Linked DNA regions of Gossypium hirsutum: region 2 is linked to region 1. The links are chromatin contacts, called in public Hi-C maps. All regions are on one chromosome and are shown on one strand. Each heading gives the region's core, a stretch centred on a gene start, on an enhancer-like site or on the middle of the called end of the contact. The rest is flanking DNA. Distances are from core to core; before and after follow the strand shown. Region 1 holds the start of LOC107926830 (probable ribose-5-phosphate isomerase 3, chloroplastic). Region 2 holds the start of LOC107945971 (probable serine/threonine-protein kinase WNK9).

Region 1 (5,622 bases), core at 1,451-3,950:
AAATATCACCAGATTTAACAGTTAATATATATATATATCTGCATATATAATGGATGTCGCATCTCGTTACTGCAACAACAAGAGGAAATGCAATTATCAGATATATCTTGAGTTGCATATGCCATATGTATACGCTAAGACGATCATTAGTTTGTGCAAGGGTGATAAAATTTATGACGACATTAACCAGAAGTAAAAATATCAGGGAACATGCAGGAATTGGAATTATGGAACAGGTGATAGTCAAACTTGTATATACGCAATTCACTAACATAATAGCCAACAAATCCCTATGGAGGGGTTGATATCGTTGCTTGGTAGTGATCTAGAAACTCGCTAGTTGCTAATAAGAAGGAAAAACAGGATATGCCATATCTTATGCTACGTCAGTTGCTTTGCTAGTTATAGGCAATGCAAACAAGCTCTGGGTTCATGTAGTTTCAGAATTTTGAAAGCTCAGGTGTGAGAAAGATAATTCAATATAAAATAATCACTATTATCCCTCACTAATAACCATCACTGTATGTTCAAATCGAGTTGACATGTGACTAAAGCATGAGTTCATCCTTTGAACAATATGTAAATACTAAAATTTGTCAATGGAGTCTGGCAGTATAGAAAATGGCATAAAATGATGCAGAGAACAAGGAATTATTAAGAACTTACGTTGATCCATATAAAGCAGTCTTCTGAACTTTTGTGATTTCAGAACCCGAGTGGTTGTCTTCAATAAATATTGTCAAGCTGGTAAACATAATAAAGTACCATTAACATTAGTATGGTTAACGTGATGATCAAGACTAAACCCGGTACATTAGTGGGCAAACTATAAACGTACCTACGAACATTCTGAAACTTGACACACTTTAAGGCTACTGATTTTCCCTGCAAAAGAAGAGAGAATGATTTCTTAAAATATCCTTACAAAATAGCAGTTTTCCGACAATGAAAGACTGACAAAGAAGAGCTACCTAAAGATTGTCTGGAGATAAAACAGCAGTGTCACTTGGAGGGAAGTCATTGACATTACTACATTCAAGTACAATGAAATATCATCAGTGAAATGTTAAGCCAATCCCGAGAATGTTATAATTCAAATTACCTAAACCCCATATGTTCCCTGTTCCTAAAAAGTTTCACCGTCTTTGGACCTGCAGAAGACAATCTTCATGGTAAAATACTACAACAATCAACAACATCAAAGGTAAAATTAGTAAGGGTGGGATTCGGAACCGGTATTCAATGAGTTTGATTTCGTGATCAGATATTCAGATGCATAAATGTACAAATTAAAAGATACATATAAACATAATTAATAAAGATTTATGGGAAGATAATCATATACAAAACTTCACCTTCCTCTTCGGATCCCTTGACGTCAATGGAATGTAGTTTGACGACTTGAGTGAAAGGGATATATATATGAAGAGTTGTTCATCTGCATCACTCTCTAGATTAAAACCTTCATCTTCTCTATAACCCTAAATAATCCATGACCATAAAACTTTTAATTATTTCATAATATGCAATTCCCACAAAAGCAACTTAAGACAAGATAAATGCATTGGACAATGAAGTCAACCCTAAAGTAATAAACTAAACCATGATTTTTCCAACATAAAAAAAGTACAAATGTCTGCCTAAATAATTCAATGACAATTGACAATTAGCTAGTATTAAGGGAGTAAAAATGAAGAACAGAGAAACAAGAATAGCTTGAAGAGAGTCACCTGCTTGAGAGCATTGGACAGGGAGTGACCAGAGCTTTGGTTAAGGCATTCAACTCCAGACCAATCAATAAAGTCCAAGAGATCAACCTAATAAACAAAAAAATTCCCAATCAAGTTAAAGGTTTTAAGAATCTTTCTTGCAATTACACCAAGAAATATGTGATGAAAATTTTATATACAACATAGTAACAAACGAATCTTTTTCAATCAACCAGAAAAAAAAATCCGAAAGATAATCAGTTGCCAGATTCCTTGTTTTTCCCACTAAATTTCTCAAGTTGTTTCAGAAACCAAACAAAGGGTACAGAGACTTTATTGGAATACTCACTTGGTTTCTTTGAATTGCAGTAGCTGATTCAGCAGCCGCCATGGTTTAAGAGGTTAATGAGATTGCTGATATAAAAATTGTCTTGTGAAGGAAAAAGAACCACAAGGAGCGAGAATAATTTGAGAGAAAGTTAAAAGACAAACTTTTATAGTGCCCACTTTTAATGGTTAATCAATTCTTGGAAAAAGACGAAACTAGAAGGATGTCAGGCGCTGCCGTTTAAGTTCAAAGCCATGTTTTTGAGAGCTTTGCCTTGCTGATCAAACCAAAATGACAGTAATTTTTTTCAAATGGTCAAGAGATAATCTTTTGAGAGAAGAAAGAAGCCTCCTTTTTGAGACAATCTTCAGTATAGATATCCAATCCAAATTCTCAAACCTCCCGAGGCCCAACACCCCTCTCAAGTTCTCAAACAAACAAATTGAGTCCCCACCAACCAATAATGTAATCATCTAACCAATTAACCAACCAAATCTCAGCAGCCCCTTCTCCCTATCCTTCAATCTTTGACCTCAAGTTCTCCAAAAACCAACAAACACAGATCATATATCAAAGCAAATGCAATCCAACAGCCACTGACCACAACCTTTCATCATATCTACAACCCCATTTTCAGGCTTTCATTCCATTCACCAAAAACCAATGGCTTCCTTATCCCTCAACCTCTCCTCCCTCCACCACACCTCCACCAACCCTCTTATCCTACGCTGCACCCCTCTGAACCTACGCACCCCATCCCAGAAACCATTCTCCATTAGGTCCCAAGCCGCCCCAGTGCTTTCCCAAGATGATCTTAAAAAGCTTGCAGCTGACAAAGCAGTTGAGTCAGTCAAATCAGGCATGATCCTAGGCCTAGGAACAGGATCAACAGCAGCTTTTGTGGTCGACAAAATAGGCCAACTCCTTTCCACGGGCCAACTTTCTAACATCGTAGGTATCCCAACTTCGAAAAGAACACAAGAACAAGCTGCATCACTTAACATTCCCTTATCTACCCTTGACTTGCATCCCCGTATTGACCTTGCTATTGATGGTGCTGATGAAGTTGATCCTAACCTTGACTTGGTTAAAGGCCGAGGCGGTGCACTTTTGCGTGAGAAAATGGTTGAAGCAGCTTCATCTTCCTTCATTGTAGTAGCCGATGATAGTAAGCTAGTTTCAGGGCTTGGAGGGAGTGGTCTAGCTATGCCTGTTGAAGTTGTGCAGTTTTGCTGGAAATACAATCTAGTTAGACTGCAAGGGCTGTTTAAAGAGTTGGGTTGTGAAGCAAAGTTGAGGTTAGTAGGGGATGGTAGTGAAAAGCCTTATGTCACTGATAATGGGAATTACATTGTGGATTTGTATTTCAAGAATCCAATTAAAGATGGGTTTGGAGCTGGGAAAGAGATTTCTGCCTTGGAAGGTGTAGTGGAACATGGGCTGTTTTTAGGAATGGCTACCTCTGTCATCATTGCAGGGAAAACTGGTATAGAGGTTATGACTAAGTGAATTAAGTGTTGAGTGGAATTTACTTTGTGTGAGGGGGTAATTTGTTAAAAAAGAAAAAAAGAAAAAAAGAAAAAAAAATTTTGATTCTGTGTAGAGTGATTGCAGAATGTTGAATGATTGAGGGGATTTTAGAAATGAATTTTATTGGTTAATGAATATGTGGTTTTATGGTTATTGCTTTATCATATTTAAGATTCCAATTTTTTGTATTTTCTTGGGTTATGTTTTGGTTAAGGGATTCATTTTTTTTTGGTGAAAAAGAAGATTTAGAACATGAATAAAATGCTAATAAAGTTAGAGCCCAGACGACATTATTTGCATCGAGTTGTCAATATCCTCCTCCAGAAACTTTGGTAAATGTGAAGTTGGATCAACGAATACAACCAATTTATTCATTTCACTTCCTGTTACATTTGCTATGCAATCAGCAACCTTGTTACTTTCCTTCAAGACATGTTGAAGTTTAAATTGTCATTCTCTATTACACCACTCATGAATCAGTTAGACTTTCACTGTATTACTCTTTGTTGCAAAGTCATTCCTAATAATATCAATCAAAATGGCATTGTCGCTTTCCAACTTAACCTATCTGAAACCTCTCATCCATGCTAGCTTCAAGCCTTTAAGGATATCCCGAGCTTCAATTTGGAAGATATCAACCATACCTGTTACCATTTCAAAACCCACCAACCGCCCTCTACTTGGTCCTTTCAGCACTCTTCCTATTGCTGCCCTTTGTCTGCTTGTCAACATCGAGCCATCAATATTATTCTTGACTCATCCTGGTTCAGGCCTTTGCCAACTATTTTTTGTCCTCGACTTGCATGTCATTTGCTTTATGTTGCCATTGGTTCCAAATGATCTTGCCCATGCCATAACCGAAGCTATTAAATTTTGACTACTCTCACTAGCATTGTTGAAGATAAAGTCATTACAGTTCTTCCAAAGGAACCAAGTGACTGTTGCAAAAAACATCGACCATTCTCCTCCACCGAATTTTAATTCCTCTTTATTCGTGATATTATAGTGAATTCATCTCTTAAGTGTTGAGTTAAAGAAAAAAAAACTCCAAATTTGCCTAGGAACTAATGTTTTCCAAATAGACTGAGCAAAACCGCAATCCCTCACCACGTGAATTGGCATTTCCAAGGACCAACCACATTGTTTGCAAAAAGGAGTCGATGTCATACGTCTCATTGTAAAATCCTAATTAGTCAAAAGTTTATTTTGGATAAGCAACCATAGAAAAACTCGCACCTTTTGAGGTGTCACAACTCTCCAAATTAATCTGTCATACCCAAATTGCCTTGGTCCACTAGTGTTTAAAAGATGCTTATACGTTTTTGCAAGAGAGAACTTCCCTACCGACAACCACTGCGAAGAGATTTGATCAGAATCCGACTCCCTCAACATGTGTTGCAAGCACATATTCAGACAATAATATCTTTGGGGAGCACGTAGATAACCATTCTGTACTCCATTCTCCTTTAGACGTCACTAGGTCACACACGTGAAAAGTTTCATCTAGAGGTTCATTACCAATATACTATAGTTTTAACGGACTCAGGATTCATTATGTTTTATAATTCAAATAAATTTTATTCAAATAAATACATGGATTTTTTCACTTTCATATTATGAAATTTAATATTAATTATTGTAAGTGGTTGGTAAAAATTATTTGCCTCCACATTTTCTGTGCACCATTATAATGAATGTCAATTATTTTGTTCTGATTATAATATCTTGATATCTGAGTTGGTAGCAGAAATTTTAAAATTAAATAGTATTAATTTAATTTAATTTAATTTAATTTAAATCGATTGTAGAAAAATCTTAAATCTTAAATCAAATTATGTTTGAATCGAATTGAATTAATTAATCAAATTGATTAAACTAAAAATCAGTCTATAGGCAATCCAGTAGAGGAAAAAAAATTAAAACTGATAAAAATGGATCAGGCCGTTTTCCAAAATTTTGGGCTATATCAGCCTGGGCTAAGCCCAATACTTAAAAAACCTAATTCCCAGCCCAAAATGAAAGGAAAGAAATAAAATAATAATAAGTAAAAGATTA
Region 2 (5,622 bases), core at 1,902-4,401, 350 kb after region 1:
AAACATATCAAAACCATAATATAGCCAAAGATGATCTATACTATTTGTTGGGATCGACCCGATTAAGCAACAAGTAAAAAAAACAGTGGAATAAATTGAGAAATTAAACACACAAATTTAACGTGGAAAACCTCTCCAAAGAGGATAAAAAAACCACGGGCAAAGATAATTTTATTATAATAGCAAAAGAATGAATAGTACAAAAGATGGAGGGAAAAACTAAACCCCGAAAACAAAGAACCCTCAAAATGTAAATACAAAATTCTCTAAATGTGTTATGAGTTCTAATCTCTAACGGGTGTATTTTCTAAGATTGTAAAAGAGCCTATTTATAGGCTAAATTTATAGGTCAAATAATAATAAAATAATCTAGACAATCAGAGTTTGATTGAAACAAATAAACAGAGTTTAACTGAAAGATTATTTTTCAAATTTGACTGAAATAGGAGTCATACTCAATACTAATACATACCAAATAAAAATATACAGATTAAATCTCAAAATTAAGCATAGTATCATAACATGACTGAAGTCATTTCATACCTAACACAATCATCCCTAATCTGTGCTATTATATATAAAAATAAATGATATGGGCATTTCTCATGTTACACATGTTATCACCTTCTATTCTTTTTAGATTATACTCAATATATTATGTTTAAATTTTTTATTTAATCTATATACTTTAATTTTTTTTACATAATTTGGTATCTTAATTTTTATAATATCATTAGTTAATCTAAATACTTTATTCTTATTAAATTGCTAACATGAATTTTTAATAATTGTTAATATTGTTAAAATTCTCTATTAAATCCATGTTCATTACAATACATTTTTATTACATGACCACTAAATGTGTTTTTATTTTAATTTTAATATGTTGCACCAATAAATTTAATAGAAGACTTAACTAGACTCGAATTTTTTAAGTCAAAAATAAAAGAATTAAATTTCAAATGTACAAATAATGCAATGACTTGAAGTGTATTTTAATATTAAAATTTTTATTATATAATTTGATAAAAAAAAGATAATTAAATCAATGTGAGTAAAAAATTAAAATAAGGTAGCCATATTTAAAATTTCATTTTTTTGCAAAGTAAAGAGAAAGATATAGTAATATATTAGGTCCTTAATTTGTAATCATTTTAAAGCATTGAATTCAAATTCAACAAACTTCATTCACATGAAAAATGATGGCATTTTTCTCTCTTATTTATTTATTTTTCATAAAATGATGGCCTATTTATAGGTAAATAATCTTCACCTGCTCTTACTAAAATTTAAAATCATTTAAAACAAAGTTGAAAATTAACATTATTCTCATAGTTGTTCTTCACTGCATTTAAATCAAATCTATCCTACCACTTTTATCACAATAAATTTTCATTGCATTTATAAATATAACATTCATTGGTTTATCACAATAAAAAATTAAATATAAGGAAAAATTGGCATACATTATTAATTTAATTATAAAAAAGTTACGTATTACAAGAGAACTCACTTTAGTATTTTATTTAATTTTTCGTTTCTTTTAATTATTGAGTTTGTATTATTTATCAAATCATTCAAAAATGATAAGAAAAATGAATGTTTGTTGACTTTGTTAACGTGACATCTACACGGTAGCCCATGTGTATGCTATGTCAGTAAAGATAATAAACGTTAACATTTTATTTATTTTAAGGTGATTTGACAAATAATATAAATTTAAATAAAAAAATATAAATAAGTGGTAAATGAGCCTTTATAATGCTAAATCGAAGAGTAGTTAGCATTTAGCAAATTAGAGGAAGCCACCCTCCTATTAAAGCTATCCCTCAAAGTTGCAAATGGCAAAGTCAGATATATAGCAAGTTCAAGCCCTTTATTTTTTTAATAATTTCTTTTTTTTCTCTAAAATTCTCAACACAAAAATGGTGTGTTGGGGAGATTTATCCTATCCTTGTTTGCTTATATTTGGTGTTTATCACAAACTCATGAATTCTTTGTTTGTCCGAATATTAAAAATCAAATTCACAAAAAAGTAAATCCACCATTATTGATTCAAATATATGATTGGATATCTTATTTGACGGTAAATATTAAGTTTGTCCAATGTTCAGCATGAACAAATGTTTTAAGATTCTAATATGATTTCATTGGATCTAACTTATTTTCTATTAACCAAAAATAATAACATCGTTACGATTATAAAATCATAATTTTAATAATGTACCTAACCCATATATACATGTGTGGCTCAGTTTTAAAAGCTAATTTTGTTTTTTTTCCCTTTGATTTTGTACATAAATTAAATTGAAGGTTGGTGAATATTAGAATATGTGATCAATAGAAAAATGGGTACTTAATGATTTTTAAAAGAAAAATATAGAAAAGGGAAAAAAAAGTTGGCTAGATAACTTTTTTAAATCTTCAACTGAATTAGAACAGAGTTGGATAACATTAGAGGAAGAGGGGGATAAGATGGGAGGTGCCGGAAGGGAAATTGATAAAGGTGAATATTATTGCAACTGTGGGAGTTGGCTCGTTAGTTGCTGGGGGGGGGGTGGCCAAGTGGCCAAGGACAATGGGGGACATTGGCTGAGGGGGTTCTCCCGTGAGTTAGGGATTTGTCTAGTGCTGGCAGCTGAGTTATAGAAGGCTTTTAAGGGAGTTAAACTAGCACGGACTAAAAGGGTTAAAAAGATTATCTTAGAGATGAATTGTATAAAGACAATTAACATGTTGAATGGTCAGATTCGATATTAAAATTTATCATGAGAATAAATGTTAAATGAAAAGTCTTTGACGAATCTTATTATGTGGTGCATGGCATTGTGGTGACTGAGACTCTCAATTCAATGATAAAATTTTTCCTCTTGAAAAAAAATATTTAAGAAATATGGAGTTTTTATTGGTGGTTAGGTAAAAGGTTGGAGCTTGGTATGGGAGACACAGGGAGTTAGAATGTTAGATCTTACACAGTTTTGACAAAGTAGCAGTTGTTTATTTGGATTATTTAATGTCCAAATTGTAACATATGTATGTGATAAAAACTGGAACATGAAACAGGTTTGAGCATCAAACTTCAAAGGTGGGGTCATTGTTTTCTAATGAATTAAATTACCTTGAAATTTTTAACATTTTCTTTTCTTAAGATTTATTTCACTTGTTTGTCATGTTCTTTCATGGGGGTGTTTTTTTTCATTTTTTATGCATCCCCTCAAGAAAAAGTGGCAGGTTTTGCCCAAAAACTCGTCTTTTAACTCAAAAACTCTCTCTTTGCTCCTTTTCATGCGAGTAATTCTTCATTTCTTTCATCTTTCTTTTTCTCTCTCTTTCCCTTCCCCCCTCCTCTCTCTCTCTCTCGCTCTCCAAAAAGGCTACAGAAAAGTTGTTTTTATTTATTTATATTTGTATGAAAAAACCACAAAATTTCCCCTCATTTCTTGCCCAGTTTACAACGAGAAATCTTTGTTTTAACAAGGAAAAGGAAGAAAATAAAGGATAACATAAACACAAAATAAATTTATTCCTTTTTTATTACAATTTTTAATCTTTTGAGTATGAATGGTCTTTTACATCTTGAAGAACCAGATTGTTCTGAGTTTGTTGAAGTTGATCCAACTGGAAGATATGGCAGAGTATTCATAAATTAACTTTCTTTTTCCTTTTTTTTTTTAGTTTTGAGTTGAAGTTTTTGATTCTTATACCTTCTTTGTATTGTCCTTTTTCCTTTCTTTCTTTTGTTTGCAGTACAATGAAATCCTTGGAAAAGGAGCTTCAAAGACAGTGTATGGTTCAAAACTCAAATATTTTCCCATTTTTTTTCAATACCCAGTCTATATTTCTTCATTATATTTGCTTCTGTGCATCCTCTTTTCTTTTTCTTTTTTACAGAATTTGAGCTCCATTTGATATTTCCAATGAAGTGTTTTTTGGGGGGGGGCATAACATATATGGTTGATGTTTATTGCAGTTATAGAGCATTTGATGAGTATGAAGGGATTGAAGTTGCTTGGAACCAAGTCAAACTTTATGATTTTCTTCAAAGCCCTGAAGATCTTGAAAGACTGTATTGTGAGATTCATCTCCTTAAGACATTGAAGCACAAGAATATTATGAAGTTCTATACTTCTTGGGTTGACACCGCCAATAGGAACATTAATTTTGTCACTGAAATGTTCACTTCTGGAACTTTAAGACAGTAAGAAAAAAACATGTCCAAAATCTGTGTTTTTTAATGTTAAAAATATGGCTTCTTTTGGTGTTGTTTATTAGATGTTTGATATTTTGTTTATGATGGGGGATCCCCTTGCAGGTATAGGCTAAAGCATAAGAGAGTGAACATTAGAGCAGTGAAGCATTGGTGTAGGCAGATCTTGAGAGGCCTTCTTTATCTCCATAGCCATGATCCCCCTGTGATTCATAGAGATCTTAAATGTGACAATATTTTTGTCAATGGCAACCAAGGAGAAGTTAAGATCGGCGATCTCGGCCTTGCTGCGATTCTCCGCAAATCTCATGCTGCTCATTGTGTTGGTATGTTTTATCTTAACCAATTTTCGGGTTAACTTGAACTGAACTTAAACTTTGGTTGACTCATAGAAATGATTTCAGTACGAAACAATAGACTGTCTTATCTTGTTTGAGAAATATTGAACTTTTCGAGTTGGGGGGGAGGGGGTTGATTCAATAAAATGGAAAGTCACCATTTTTGGGGCTTGCTTTTTCCTCAGGAACACCAGAGTTTATGGCTCCAGAGGTTTACGAAGAAGCCTACAATGAATTAGTTGACATTTATTCGTTCGGAATGTGCATTTTAGAAATGGTTACTTTCGAGTATCCTTATAGCGAATGCACCCATCCGGCTCAAATCTACAAGAAAGTTATCTCCGTAAGGGCTTTTCACTTTGCTTGACTTGCTTTCTCGCTTTGTTTCATCTGCTGGAATGACCGAATTTTCATTAACACGCGTTCTTATTTTTAGGGTAGAAAACCAGATGCTTTGTATAAAGTTAAGGATCCGGAAGTCCGACAATTTGTTGAGAAATGTTTGGCAACTGTGTCTTTGAGGCTATCTGCGAGAGAGTTGTTAAATGACCCTTTTCTACAGATTGATGATTGTGAATATGATTTGAGACAACTAGAATATGGGAGGGAACTTGATGAAGTTGGTCCTCTCATTAGGCTACCGGATCTCGAGTTTCATCACAATAGTAGTTCTTATAGTAACGGATACAAGAATGGTTATGGTTACGAAACACCAAATGAATGGGGGTATCATCCTGCTGAAATTGAACCAAGTGGAATCGAGCTTTTTAAATATCAAGAGGATGAACATGCTGCAAATGTAGACATAAGCATCAAGGGGAAGATGGGAAATGATGGTGGTATCTTTTTGAGACTTCGGATTGTCGATAAAGAAGGTTAGGAACATATTTCATCCGTTCTTGTCAACTTTTTCTTTGTGGAGATCTGACTTGAACTTTCTCCTTTTTTTGTCAACTTGCAGGTCGTATTAGAAACATATATTTCCCATTCGATGTTGAAACTGATACAGCATTGAGTGTTGCTACTGAAATGGTTTCAGAATTGGATATCACTGACCAAGATGTGACTAAAATAGCC

What was found. Hi-C and Micro-C count contacts between places; a contact is called where the count stands out from the background.
Region 2: a contact with region 1 is called in a Hi-C map of leaf, with 2.2 times the contacts expected there. The contact joins the promoter of LOC107945971 here to the promoter of LOC107926830 in region 1. A contact is called at or near these places in 2 of 34 Hi-C or Micro-C datasets (both in leaf).

What each region holds. Positions count from the first base shown.
Region 1 is chrD11:58,786,918-58,792,539 of Gossypium_hirsutum_v2.1, forward strand. It overlaps LOC107926830 (probable ribose-5-phosphate isomerase 3, chloroplastic), which reads left to right and starts at 2,701. Exons shown (of 1, transcript XM_016857765.2): 1 at 2,701-3,720. The coding sequence starts at 2,701. The coding sequence ends at 3,546. It also overlaps the pseudogene LOC107926831.
Region 2 is chrD11:59,138,411-59,144,032 of Gossypium_hirsutum_v2.1, forward strand. LOC107945971 (probable serine/threonine-protein kinase WNK9) reads left to right here and starts at 3,152. Exons shown (of 7, transcript XM_041104597.1): 1 at 3,152-3,635; 2 at 3,748-3,785; 3 at 3,971-4,198; 4 at 4,313-4,533; 5 at 4,731-4,888; 6 at 4,982-5,420; 7 at 5,507-5,622. The coding sequence starts at 3,558.